3 separate regions of the Mus musculus genome follow, and regions 1 and 2 are each linked to region 3. A link is a contact called in public ChIA-PET and HiChIP or PLAC-seq data. All regions are on one chromosome and are shown on one strand. The core of a region is the stretch at or near the end of the contact, and the rest is flanking DNA. Distances in the headings are between cores, read along the strand shown. Region 1 has its middle 31 kb from the start of Gm31416. Region 2 overlaps Jmjd1c (jumonji domain containing 1C). Region 3 overlaps Reep3 (receptor accessory protein 3).

Evidence for each region. ChIA-PET counts read pairs in DNA pulled down with a chosen protein or histone mark. HiChIP or PLAC-seq counts read pairs in DNA pulled down with a chosen protein or histone mark.
Region 1: an RNA polymerase II ChIA-PET map of effector CD8 T cells shows a contact between it and region 3, with 14 read pairs. The contact joins two enhancer-like sites. A contact is called at or near these places in 1 of 484 Hi-C or Micro-C datasets (bone marrow-derived macrophages), 6 of 115 datasets of contacts at active chromatin or transcription factors (bone marrow-derived macrophages, effector CD8 T cells, embryonic stem cells and 1 more) and 1 of 9 other capture datasets (embryonic stem cells).
Region 2: an H3K27ac HiChIP or PLAC-seq map of microglia shows a contact between it and region 3, with 5 times the contacts expected there. The contact joins two enhancer-like sites. A contact is called at or near these places in 3 of 115 datasets of contacts at active chromatin or transcription factors (effector CD8 T cells, memory CD8 T cells and microglia) and 3 of 9 other capture datasets (adipose tissue, liver and pancreatic islet).

The regions. Positions count from the first base shown.
Region 1 is chr10:66,862,869-66,867,545 of GRCm38.p6, forward strand. No RefSeq gene overlaps it. Among named protein-coding and RNA genes, the nearest start is that of Gm31416, 31 kb to the left of the region's middle. Within about 2 kb of position 1,798, at least 239 of the 459 cell types and tissues checked have an H3K27ac peak or open chromatin away from gene starts, as enhancers often do. A contact at or near this core is called in bone marrow-derived macrophages, effector CD8 T cells and memory CD8 T cells, where this site is marked.
Region 2 is chr10:67,208,192-67,212,655 of GRCm38.p6, forward strand. The region is part of intron 3 of Jmjd1c (jumonji domain containing 1C); the gene reads left to right. Among named protein-coding and RNA genes, the nearest start is that of Nrbf2, 75 kb to the right of the region's middle. Within about 2 kb of position 1,885, at least 45 of the 459 cell types and tissues checked have an H3K27ac peak or open chromatin away from gene starts, as enhancers often do. A contact at or near this core is called in memory CD8 T cells and microglia, where this site is marked.
Region 3 is chr10:67,067,787-67,072,367 of GRCm38.p6, forward strand. All of the region lies in intron 1 of Reep3 (receptor accessory protein 3), which reads right to left. Among named protein-coding and RNA genes, the nearest start is that of Reep3, 27 kb to the right of the region's middle. Within about 2 kb of position 1,370, at least 73 of the 459 cell types and tissues checked have an H3K27ac peak or open chromatin away from gene starts, as enhancers often do. A contact at or near this core is called in bone marrow-derived macrophages, effector CD8 T cells, memory CD8 T cells and 1 more, where this site is marked.

The sequences.
Region 1 (4,677 bases), core at 548-3,047, 200 kb before region 3:
TCCTGCAAACGGTACTTCCGTTCTTTTGGTGAGAAAGTCTTTGAGATTTCATGGCATAAAGAGTTATAATTGATGGAGGGTTGAGGGTAGAAAACCCTCTGTGGTGGTAGCATTAATAAACTTAAAAGCATTTTATAAACTTGAAAATGTTCTTGCAATTGTAGTGGTAAGGGATAGAGGTGTAAATTGCAAGCATTTTTATTTTGTTTTACAAATTGAGGTCACCAAGGCACACAAAAACTTCCGTAACTATGTCATTTCTCTTGGGGAAAAAAATGAAACTACCTATATATTCACCATCGACAGTAAGCAAATATGCCATGAATTCAAATGAAGGCTGGAAAGATGGCTCAGTGGCTAAGGGCATTTGTTGCTTTTGCAGGGGACCCAGGTTCAATGGCCAGCACCTACCTAAGTGATCCAAAACCAGCTGTAACTCCAGTTTCAAAGAATCTGTCTCACTCTTCTGGCCTCCACAAGTACAGCATGCATGTGGAGAAAATATTCATACCATATACGTAAAATAAATAAACTTCTTAAAGGTAAAACGTGGTAAAAATGAATCAAAGCTGCAGAGATCAGAAAGAATAATCCTCAAACAGGGAATTTTGGTTTGGTTCTATTTGGTTTGGCTTGGGTTCCCCCCCACCCCCAATAGGATTTTAATTAGCCCAGTCTGACCTGGAACTCTTGATCCTCCTGCCTCAGTCTCTCCATGGGCTGGCATCACAGACAGAATCCTGAATCACAAAATGCAGCTATGTAATAATATAGAGAGCATATTGTCACGTTTGGAAACATCCAAACAATATGCTGAATATGGCTTTTAATATAAATCGGGAAGCTATCCATGGGAATCCATGTGTCAATATTGGACTGTGTTTACCTACAAGAAGGAAAAAAGTAGAGAGAACATAGAGAGGAAGTCGTGTCTCTTAGTTAAGCTGGGGTGTGACTATACTGTATCATTCTCTCTGGGCCTTCTCTATGTGTGAAATACTTAAAAATATGATTATTTTGTCTCCTTACTTTGTATCAGAGTATCACTCTTTGTCCTATTTATCTCTCACAAAAGCATAGTCCCCCTCCCCCTAAGAAAAGCCTTGCTATGCCAGTTTCACAGATGAAGGCCCCAGCTCAGTCTTTTAATCACATACCAAGTTCACTCGCCCAGCATTTGATAGAGGAAAGCCTAGGGTTCATTTCCAGCTGTATCAATTTTGCTTTTCTTTTTTCGTCAAATACTTGCCAAGAAACATCTCAACAGAGGGGGAGTTTATTCGGCTTAGCAGGCAAGGCATGGGGTTGGAGCTTGAGGCGGCTGGATACATTGTATACACACGGGAAGAAGAGATGCATGAACGCTAGTGTTGAGCTCACTCACTTTTTGAGTCGGTCTAGGACGCCAGGGAATGGCGCCACCTACAGTTTAGGTAGTGCTACTACCTCAATTAGTCTGATCTGGAAATTCCCTCGTAGAAAGGTCAGGAAAGTGTGTCACCTACGTGATTCTAGATCCTGTCAATCACCATTAACCACCACACCGCAGTGTAGCACCACTGTCAAGGGAAAAGGCATCGGATTGCAACTGCAACTTTTGTACAGGGTGCGTGAAACTCTAACTTCCCTCCCTGAGCGCCCTGGAAAGAGCTGACACTGTTTCTCCCAGTTTATTTGCATGTTTGCCTTCTCAACAAAGAAAACCTCGTGCCTCAGCCACTTCCTGCCTGACTCATTGTTCCTATCAAGCCCAGGCAGCACCCACTCTTCCAAGGAACAGGGTCATGGCTGTGTGTCTCTTCAGGAAGTGGCTGCTCTACAGATGGCCACAGGCTTCCTGCTTCAGTCAAGGCTTTTGAATCACACTACTCCCTGTCTGTGGTTTTGAATGTTTTTGTTTGTTTGCTGGGGAGGAATGAATAACTGACCTTGAATGGGGTTGTAGGGGGGAAGGTAGACTGTGTGACACAGAGCCACGCTGGATTCATGGTCTCAGCCTGAATCGGGTTGTACTTTGAAGGACAGCAGATTTCAGGAGGCTGAAACTACGGAGACAAACGGTTTATAAATTCTTATTTTCCCCCATCACTTTGGCCAGCACTGGGCTGCCCTTCTTAAGCCAGAGAGAACAGAGTTAGATTATATTGCTACAACAGTAAAATCTGTGATAGAAGGATGTCTACAGAACTGGGAGGCCTGGCCTCACATTTAAGTCTTCTAACCTCTTCCTTTTTAACACTGCTTGAAATGCCATGACTGGATTCAGTGTGCTCGGAAGCTCCGTAAAATCACGTCTCTGCGCGAACATGTAGGAAGGATGCCTATCACATCACAACCCACTGGGCTGGTGAGAGCGCTCTTGGCTCCACCCCCTACAGTTCAGTGAGAGTGGAGATGGTCCTCTGAAAAAAGAAAAAGCTAACCCAGGCATCTCTCACATTGACAGCTGGAGGAAATCTTCGTGGTGTGCCAGGGACCAGGCTGGACCCGCCTTCTGCGACACAAGACCCACTGACATAAATCAGCCTTCACATTCACGTGGCTTTTGGAGATCAAAGTTCAAAGTAAGGGGAAAGGGGTTTGTTGTGGCTATTCTGTCAGTACATGGAATGGCTCCTGGAACATCCCTCAGTGGGGAGGGGAGGCTTCTGCAGTGCACCCCTAGAGTCCTATCCTTCACAATTGCAGGCTAATCTAGGAGGTTCAACAGTCCTTCGGTCTCATACTCATCAGGTGCCATGCTTCACTGGACAAGAAAGTAATCTGTCGTGAACACTACTATCGCTGTCTTTTCTTGGGGACCTATGAGGTGGTAGAATTCAGATTTTTTTTTTAACTTGCAAATCTGTGTGTGCATGTGTATGTGTGCATGCATGTGTTCGTGGAGGGGGGTATGTGTGTGACTGTGAGTGCATGTGAAAGCCAGAAGACCTTGGGTATCATTCACAATTTCTTGGGGTTTTTCTTTTCCCTTTGAGACAAGACTTCTCATTGGCCTAGAACTTACAAATAGTCTGGGATGGCCCCACAGCAAACCTCAGATAGCCACAAATGCATTGCACTGTGTTATAGAAGGACATTTTTCAAACAAGTATGCACGAGGAACAGCATAGGCCATATCCCCTCCCCCTCCCATTAGTCTCTTCTAAGAAACGTAACTGTAAAGACAGATGTCTCAGCAGTTAAAAGCAGGCACTGCTCTTGCAGAAGACTGGAGTCTATGTCCCAGCACCACATAAGGCAGCTCACAGATCCCTGTAACTCTGGTTCGGAGGATCTAATGTCCACTTGAGCCTCCACAGGTACCTGACTTATGTGTGCAACTCCCCACCCCACCCCAGCTGCTACACACACACACACACACACACTACCACCACCACCACCACCATCATCACCATCATCATCATCATCAAAACAAAAGTAATAAATCTGGACTGGAGAGATGGCTCGGTGGTTAAGAAGATTGACTGCTCTTCCAGAGGTCCTGAGTTCAATTCCCAGCAACCACATGGTAGCTCACAACCATCTGTAATGAGATCCAATGCCCTCTTTTGGTGTGTCTGAAGAAAGCTACAATGTATGGATATAAATAAAATAAATAAATCTTTTAAAAAAAAGTGATAAATCTGTAAAAACAAATAGTGCCTGAATTAAACATGTCGTTATATGTAGTGAGGGTGAGGGATCATGTGTTTCCCTAGTTACATGCTTGATAGCATGTTCAGTGATGGAGACATGGGTAAAGTGTGCCTCATCTTTCCTCACTTCAACTCTGATCTTCGTGTCTCCCACTGCAGAGCTGGATAGAAGGAGAAGACTATCGGAGACATGAACTGTCTTACTGACCAATCCCGTACGTCAACATGAAAACACCGTCTATGGAATTCTCTTAGTAAATGTTCATCTTCCAGTCTCTCGGTCATCTCAGGGCACAACCTCTAAGTTTTAAATGCTTATTTTTAAGTGTGTGCGTGTGTGCGTGTGTGCGTGCGTGTGTGTGTGTGTGTGTGTGTGTGTGTGTGTGTGTGTGTGTGTGTGTGTGTGCATGCGTGTGCACGAGTGTGCTCATGTGTGCGTGTACAGGGTGTATACATGTGAATGCAGGAGTTTCTAGAGTCCAGAAGAGAGTGTGAGGTTCCCTGGAGCTGGAGTTACTGAGGGCTGTGAACCATCTGACATGATGCTAAGCACAGAACTCAGACTCTTTCCGAGAGCAGCAAGTGCTCATAACCACTGAGCCGAGCCTCTGCCCCTCACTCTGTATTTTTAACACATTGACTCGCATGATTTCTGAAAGTCTTCATCTGAACAATCACTTCCCAGGCTAGAAAGGTCTGTCTCTGGGGCTGGGGATGTAGTTCAACTGATAGAATGAGAGACCCTGAGTAGCTGGAGGCATGGCTCAGCTGGTGGAATATTTGCCTAGCATGCCCAGAGCCTTGGGCTCCACCTCCAGGACTGTATAAACCAGGCATTGTGCAAACCATACCTAGAGATGTATACATTGTAATCCCAACACTGGGGCAGGAGGAAGTGGGGGGTGTGGGGAGAATGGTTGGGGCAGGAGGATCCAATTTTCAAGACCATCTTCAACTACATATTAAATTCTAAGGCTAGCCTGGACTACACGTGACCCAGATCTCAGGGGTTGGGGGGTGAGATTATGAGATGTTTCAG
Region 2 (4,464 bases), core at 635-3,134, 140 kb after region 3:
TGCATTGATAGTAAATGTACTAACACAAGCAGAGAGGCCTTTTTTTTTTAAAGATTTATTTATTATTATATGTAAGTACACTGTAGCTGTCTTCAGACACACCAGAAGAGTGCAATCAGATCTCATTAGGGATGGTTGTGAGCCAACATGTGGTTGCTGGGCTTTGCACTCAGGACCTTTGTAAGAGTGGTCAGTGCTCTTAACCACTGAGCCATCTCTCCAGCCCCGAGAGGCCATTTCAAACATAATTAGACAAACTCTCTAATTCAGTCTCTCATACAGTGGGATATAAGAAGTCGAAGGAGAATGTTTTAAAAGTGTCAGATTGTAGCTTTGATAGCACAAGAGGTTGTGAAAAGAAAGTAAAAAAAGGTACTAATTGAATTATGATTGCATCCTAACATAGTAATCAATAGTAACGACTCCTATGAGTATCTGTAAAAGCTTAAATTACGTTTAGAAACATACTCATGTGTAACTCTATTTATAGAAGAATTACAGTTTGAGTAAAATTTAAAACTAAGTGTTGTTAGAGAACAAGTTTCCCTCTGCGCTAGAGACTGCATACATGTCCTTTTAATTGCTAGCATGCGCACCTCTACCACTAAGTACATTCTGAGCCCAAATACCCTGCCTTCCTAGAAAATGGTAGCAAACATTTTAATGCCTTCACAACTCAATACTTCTTAAACAAACAACAAAAAGACAGCGTCTCGTTGTTGCCCCTGTTTGGCCTAGAATTTAATGTAGACCATGCTGGCTAGCCTCAAAGCTCAGAGAGATAATTGCCCTTTTTATGTTCCTAGTGCTGGGATTAAAGGTATACACCACCATACCTCGCTCCCCGTTTTGTTTTTAAAACCAGGAATTCTTACGTATACTAAACATCACTTTAACAGTAGAAATTAAATGTTGAATATCATTGTCAAGTACAGCATGCATACTGCCATCCTTAATAATATTGAGCTGTTCAAGTATTTTGTTACCATAAAACTAATTTTAGGTTCCCTATCCCCTGTTTGTTACTTTGTTCTCTGTCTCGTCCCCACCCCCGCCCCCAAGTGTGTGTTTAGACCAGTGTGGCTTATTTATCCTGCACCTCCTAAGTACTGGGGTTAGAGGTGTGTGCAGACCTTCATTATTGCTATTTTCGTAACAATACATATCTCATGTATTTGCAGATGTATGTATGTATGTATGTATATTATCAAAATTCTCCCAGAGGTCCTGAGCTCAAATATGACTAACCCCAGGAATCATTCTAATTTGAACTAGATTTTTTTAAGGATGACTTTTTATATTATGTGCATAAGTATTTTGCCTACATGTATACATGTGTATGTACCACATGCACACCTAATATTCATGCAGGCCAGAAGGCTCCAGATTCTGTGAACCTGGAGTTATGGGCAATTAGGAGTCACCATATAGGTGCTAGGAATTGAACTCAGGACCTCTGGAAGAACAGCCAGTGCTCATAACTGCTAAGCTATCTCTTCAGCGTCCACCCTCCCCTTCATTTTTAGAGGAATGGATGGTATAGTACTTCTCAGGTGTGTGTCCTTACCATAGAAGCATGAATAAAAGAGAAAGATAGTTCAGAAATCTGTAGTAGAGAATTAGTTTAGAAGTTACATAAATACATTTTAATTGAATGTTCATTTCATATAAAAACTAGAGTAGAACTTTGAGGTTTGTTCTGTAAGAATCAGAAAGTCATAGACGAAACTTTATGTATATACTATCCGACTTAGCTAGACTTCCTATTGCTACAACAAAATACCAGGACCAAAGAAACTTGGAGGAAAGGGCTTATGTGGCTTACACTTCCACAGCACTGTTTATCATCAGAGGAAGTCAGGACAGGAACTCCAGCAGGGCTGACACCTGGAGGCAGAAGCTGATGCAGAGACCACAGAGAGATGCTGCTTACTCTCATACTTCCCCATGGCTTGCTCAGCCTGCTTTCTTTTAGCAACAAGGACCACCAGTCTTGGGATGGCACCACCCACAATGTCCCTTACATAGAAAATGCCCTACAAGATTAGCTGCAGCCTGATTTTTATGGGGCCATTTTTCAGCTGAGGTTCCCTCCTTTCAGCTCACTCTAGTGTCTTGTCAACTTGACATAACCTAGCCATATCCCTCTCTGTTAGTTTATACCCAGCAAGCTTTAGGAGACTGCTTTCATTTTACTTAGGTTGGACTCCCCTGTTGTGGATTGTTTGTCTTTTAAGCCAAGGTGTTCTTGAATATTTTCAGTTATGACCTTAGAAAGCATTCAGGAGTCCCTGGCCTAGTTGAGGAAGCCACGGTTGGTAAACTGTGTTTAGCAGATGTTGTAAGCAGCTGACTCAGCTCCCTGCACGCCATGTCAAAAAATGGCTTGAAAGTAACTTTCCTTCATTGCTTTCTAGATTTTTAAAAACGTTCACAAGTATTTGGGACATCAAAAAGAATTGTGTGAATTTAGAAGGAAACATTTTTTAATAGCTTTTTTCTTTTTTTTAAAGGCAAGATTTCTCTTTGTGTTTTCCTGGCTGTCCTAGAACTCACTATGGAGACAAAAGTGAAATTGTACACTGTTCTGAAATTGTATCCCTGTTCTGGCTCCCCGAGTGCTAGGATTAAAAGTGTGTACTACCCACCACTCCTGGCTTGGCTTTGTTGTTTATTTGGTTGTTTTAAATAGTATGGTTTAACAGAGGATGGAGAAGGCCTTATTACTAATGATACTGCAAATTGTCAAAATGCAGGAGTATTATAGTTCTTTACATTTTCTTGTCAAAGGATTTCACTTTAAAAATTATCTAAAACAACAAAAAAACCTGTGGATTATTTTCACTTCTTGCCTCTATGTCTCCCTTATTTTCAAAACAGGATCTTGTTATATAGCCCTGGCTAGTCTAAAACTCTATGTAAGGTAGGCTAGCCTCCAGTTTACAGCAGTCTGCATACCTCTGCCTCTTACCTTTTGAAAAAAGGCCCGCACCACACTGCATTGTACTGCTACTATCTTTGAAGGAAGACATCATTGAACAGGGAAATAAAGCTATTGAGTTGTTTTTCTAAAGTTGTTGAGGGTAATGGTATATTATGTTTGATAAATTAAAATTTTATTTATAAATTTGTAACCCATTTTATGAGACCATGTTACTAATAAGCTATTGGAAACATAGCAGAGTTTTGACACATTTGATTCTATGTGCTCGTGGATCATTGAAGGAAGGATCATTATAGAAAGGCCTTGGCGTGACTGTTGCTCATTTCCTTTCCAGCTGGGCACTTTGGGGAGAAGGACTTGGTTTATGATTTTCTGTTTCGGGGAACAAATCATCATCATAGTTGTTGCTGGAATCTCTAGACTCGCTGGCCGGAGCGGGGCTCAATCTTAGTAGCTGTGTGAGACCCTGAGATTATCCTTGGTCGTGGCTAGGGACGCACAGTCCTGTGCCCCTCCTGCCATGTGGATTCAGGTTGTCAGGCTGGATAGCAAACTTTTACCTGCCAGTCTGTCTCTGACACTTTTGAGTTTTAGAACATTTTTAAAAGTTATTTTTACCTGTGTCAAGTGGTGCATAAAGTGTCAAAATGGCAATCTATAAAGACTGAAAATCGATTTGTGCTATTAGTTACTTAATTTTACATTGTATTGAGATAAAAGGCAGTAAAGGGTTTGCCACTGTGCTTGATAAAATGAGTTTGATTCCCTTTACCCATCCCCATGATAGATAGGTCACTCCCTCAGGCTGCCCTCTGACATCCACTTTGGCACACACATACATAAAATGTTTAAAAAAATGTAATTTGGTTGCCTATTAAATACATGTGTGCTTTATATTTGTGTGTGTATGTTTGTATATATGCATGCACATAAAATTTATTATATATAAAGATATGACTGTTGGAAAAATCTCCTCACTCTGTGTGCCTTAGCTTTGTCATGTGTAAAATGGAGATAGTGTTCGGTACTACAGTGGTATATTGAGGGTTAATTGCCATAATACAGGCAAGCAGCTGCTGTCTAAAAGTCCTGTGATTAAGTAAACACTGCTAACAAGACTTACTCAGTAACTAGTTCTTTCAAGTGGAACATTAACTTTTTTAGTTGGAAAAATAATAAAGGGGCTGGTGAGATGGCTCAGTGGGTAAGAGCACCCGACTGCTCTTCCGAAGGTCCGGAGTTCAGGTCCCAGCAACCACATGGTGGCTCACAACCATCCGTGGCAGGATCTGACTCCCTCTTCTGGAGTGTCTGGGGACAGCGACAGTGTACTTATATATAATAGATAAATAAAATCTTTAAAAAAGAAAAAAAAATAATAAAGAAAAGCATACTTTGTTATCTTTTCAGGCAAAATATACTGGGTTGTTGCTGGGTTGTTGTTGTTGTTTGCTTGCTTAGTTTTTTGAGTTAGGGCCTGGCTTTGGCTAATCTGGAGCTCACTGTAGAGAGATCCCCCT
Region 3 (4,581 bases), core at 120-2,619:
TGTGTGAACTAAAAAATGGACATGGTTAAATACCACACACACACACACACACACACACACACAGACACAGACACTGTTTAGAAGGGAACACCATTATATTTAATTTACCAATACAATAATATATAAAAATAAACATTGAATTGAAAGGATATTACTTTTAGTTATCCATAATGGTGCACACTTATAATCCTAGCACTTGAGAGGCTGAGGCAGGAGGATTACTGAAAGTTTAAGGCCAGCCTGGGCTATCAGTCTCAAAAAACACAATAACCAAACCAGCCAAACAAGCATTAAATTAAATTTTAGATTGATTTTATGCATGAGTGTTTTGCTTTCGAGTATGTTTGTGTTCTATGTGTGTTGTCTGGTACCCTTAGAGGTCAGAAGAGGACATTAGATTCCCTGGGGTGCAGTTAGGGTTGGTTGTAAGCTGCTGTGTGGGTGCTGAGAATTGAACCTGAGTCCTCTGCAAGAGCAACAGGAGCTCTTAACTGTTTTTTGTTGTTGTCGTTGTTTTGTTTTGTTTTTTTCGAGACAGGGTTTCCCTGTATAGCCCTGGCTGTCCTGGAACTCACTTTGTAGACCACGGAACTCAGAAATCCGCCTGCCTCTGCCTCCTGAGTGCTGGGACTAAAGGCGTGCGCCACCACGCCCGGTGCTCTTAACTGTTAAGCCAACTTTCTAGGCCCACGAAGTAGTCGTTTTAAAAATAGAATAAACAGGGACTGGAGAGATGTTTCGGTGGTTAGGAGCATTGCCTGCTCTTGTAAGAGGACCCAGGTTTAGTTCTCCGCCCCCACATGGTTCCAGGCACACATATGGCATTTAGGTAGGTAAAATACTTATACACATAAATCTAAAATAATTTAAAAAGTAGAGTAAACATATGGATTAAAGTAGTCATGCCTAGAAAAGAAGACCAATAAATACAATAGTTAACTTCAGCATTACACCTCCCTAAAACCTTTGCATCACAAGTTATGCTTCTAATACTGTAAGAGATTTCAAATCACTAACTGTTAAAACAAATGTTGTGGAGTTCATTTGATGAGTCTCCATATGTCAAAGCATAACGTTGCTTGGCAAATTCTTATTTCACTCCTTTCAGAATCAAACACATGGTATTTTAATATATTAAAGGACAAAACAAGACAAACAAACAAACAAACAAAAACCCCAACCAGACTAGAGAGTAACTAAAACCATAGAAGTAATACCAAATAAACACAATGAACTACAGAATCAAAAGTCAGAAGGGTGGAAGACAGCAGCAGCAGCAGCAGCAGCAGCAGCAGCAGCAGCAGCAGGTTTGTCTGGATGAGTTTCCGCAATTAGCGTCCCACCCTCAGAACAACAGGAAATGCAACATTGTTACCAAAGCGGACTCTGCGTATCCCACAAGGGCTGTTTTGCCGGCACTCAGATAGACTGGAGCAGGGTTGACAAACCGGATGGACTAACTCATAGTGGTCGTCCCTTCGGCCCCATTCCTGTGGTAAGCACAGACCACTAGTTATTCACCACATTCGAATTCTGTGGTGTCAACTTGGCTCATCAGCCTCATACCAACAACAGTCTGAAGTTCTATAGAGCCGCCTGTGACCAACCAGTACTGCCTTGTTCTAAACCTTTATTCCTCCATGAAGGCTCATCCTAGCATTAGATTAAGTTTGACCATGGGTTATTTTTTTTTAAGCTCCCTTGAGAGGAAAAAGTTGTATTATATTTTACATTTTCCTTCAAGTATAGAAACTGCTTCAGGAAGCCCACAAACACAAGAGGGGCAGTGTCGAGGGCAGGCAGTGTGTACGATGCTTGTACCCTTGCTTGTGAAATTTCATGGGTGAGGTTTCCTTTAGAATTCAGTAATACAGTGCAGTGCTCAGCACTTTAAAAAGTTCTTATTCCTACTTGATAAGGCTACATGATGCCTTTCTTTTTCACGGATTGCCAGGAAACCAAGAATCCAATCTGTTGCTCAGCTACATCAATTATGCTGGTTCATTGTATTGCGTATTTATATTTTTATTTGCAAAATTTTCTTTGGTTTGCGACTTCTCGGTCCTCCTGTTTTTTTTCCTCATTATAACCACTTGGTAAACCGATGTCTTCAAGCAACCAAAATAGCACACCAGAGAATACAATTGTAACGTGACAGTGGGTGTGGTTAAGCAATCAGGTGCTTCTAATAGGAGACAGAACACCTGAAAGGCACTTCCTCTCATGCATGGAGCCGTTCCTTTGAGTCCCAGGACTCCTTAAAAAGATGGGTGTGCTGGTGAGTTTGTAATCTTAGCTCTGGGGAGGTGGGGGCAGGTGGGTTCCTAGGATTTAATGGACACTTTCCCAGGCTACTTAGCAAATTCCAAGCCAGTGAGGAGAGGCTGGCTTTTTGTTGTTGTTTTGTTGAGACAGGATTTCCTCTGTGTAGCCCTGGCTGTTCTAGAACTCACTCCATAACACTTGTGTGCTCCCTGTCTGCCCCAAAATTCAACATACATTTAAGAATTCTATTCGCGCCGGGCGTGGTGGTGCACGCCTTTAATCCCAGCACTCGGGAGGCAGAGGCAGGCGGATTTCTGAGTTTGAGGCCAGCCTGGTCTACAAAGTGAGTTCCAGGACAGCCAGGGCTATACAGAGAAACCCTATCTTGAAAAATCAAAAAAAAAAAAAAAAAAAAAAAAAAAAAAAAAAGAATTCTATTCATTATCACTATACTATACAACAGTAGCATTCTGATTTTTTGCAGACTATTTTTCTCTCCCAGAGAAAATCTTTTTGTAGAGCCTCCTCCATCTGGACTCACCTCCAGCAGCTTCTGAAGACGCACTGATCTGGGAAAGAGAGACCCTTAGAAGCAGAGGTAGAGCATCTACATTCTGCATTGCCAACAGCGATGCGCGACAATGTAGCGCTCACTCTGGGCTACTGTCCTCTCAGCTGATGATGTGCGACAATGTAGCGCTCACTCTGGGCTACTGTCCTCTCAGCTGATGATGCGCGACAATGTAGCGCTCACTCTGGGCTACTGTCCTTCCAGCTGATGTCCTGCTCACTCTCATTTTGGATTAAAACTGATTCTGAAGAAACAATAGGCTGTCAGCATGGCAAGATGGGTTCAGTCCTAACTGGACTTATTATTAACTTCTTCTGAGAGGGTGTCATTTAACCAACGCTGTCTTTAACTTGTGACCGTCCTAATCAGCTTTCCTAGTGCTGGAGTCACAAATGTGTGATATTACCCCTGGCTCTAACGAGATGTAAACATTTCCTTTTGAGATTTTTTTTTTATTTTAAAAAAAATGTGTATGCCCAGGTGTATGTTATACATCATGTATATGCAGTGTTCTCATAGGTTAGAAGAAGGATCCCCTGGGAGGGTTGTAAGCTGTCATATTCTGATCAGACTTTTAAAGTAGCAAGTTGTTTTGACTCTTGCTTCTTGACTTACACAAGCTTAAGTGATTGTGACAAAGTGAGCTACACCCGTAAACTGAAACATCAGCTTGAAAACCTTTAGGCACCCCTGAAATTCACTCCAGGACAACCCCAAACTTATGGTCCTCCAGCTTGCCGAACCTCCATCTCCCAAGTGTAAGAATTACAGGTATCTGCTACCATGTGCAAATTTATATGGTGCTGAGGCTGGATCATGGCTTTGTGCATACGAGGCAAACCCTCTACCAACTGAGCTATGGTCTCAGCTCACAACTTATACATCTTTGAAAACAAAGATGCTTTCCTATAAACAATGATTAGCAGCCAAATCAAGGTCAAGTGGAACACAATACACTTGTTACAGTCCAGCGATGGAACCCTGGTGAGTCACTGTACCATTGTTTATGTGGCTAGTGAATGCATCACACACACACACACACACACACACACACACACACCCCAGTCAAAGCAATGTGCGACTTCTGTCTTTACAGAGATTTGTTGCTGCTTAACTACAATTAAGGGGCTATAGCCTAAAAGAAAAACAGCAACGGGGAGAAGTTGGGTTCATGCAGAAGAGACTCCCCCTGAATACTACGTAGTTCTAGAACGGAAGGTCCACATTTAAAACTGTTAAGGACAGAAAGAGACAGTACCATTCCTTGGGGAAACTTTGTACACATTATCAAGAGCTAAGAAGCTTGGAATTTTCATGTTGTCAGAGCTAAACTTAATTTTACACCACAGGGCCTCAGATTTCTACTCTAAAAGGAAACAGAAAGCTAAAGGGAAAAAGAAAAGACCACACAGCACATCAGACTCCTCCTTCCTCTTTCCAGTCTCCCTCCTCTGGCCACGCCCTCTCTCCTACCGCAAGACCCTACTGCATGGTAACCTCTAGCTCATGGAAAATGCTTGCAAGAATGCCGAGGTGCTCAGGGATGTAGCTTAGTGGGTAGAGAGCTTGTTTAGCATGCACGAAGCCTTGAGTTTAATCTCCAGCACAGCATCCACAGGGGTAGAGGGTTAGTGGTACATGCCCACAGACCGAGGACCAGGAGATGGACTGTCAGACGTTCAAGGTCATGCTTAGCTATTTAATAAGTTCTAGGCCAGCCTGGGCTACCTCCATAAGACCTCATC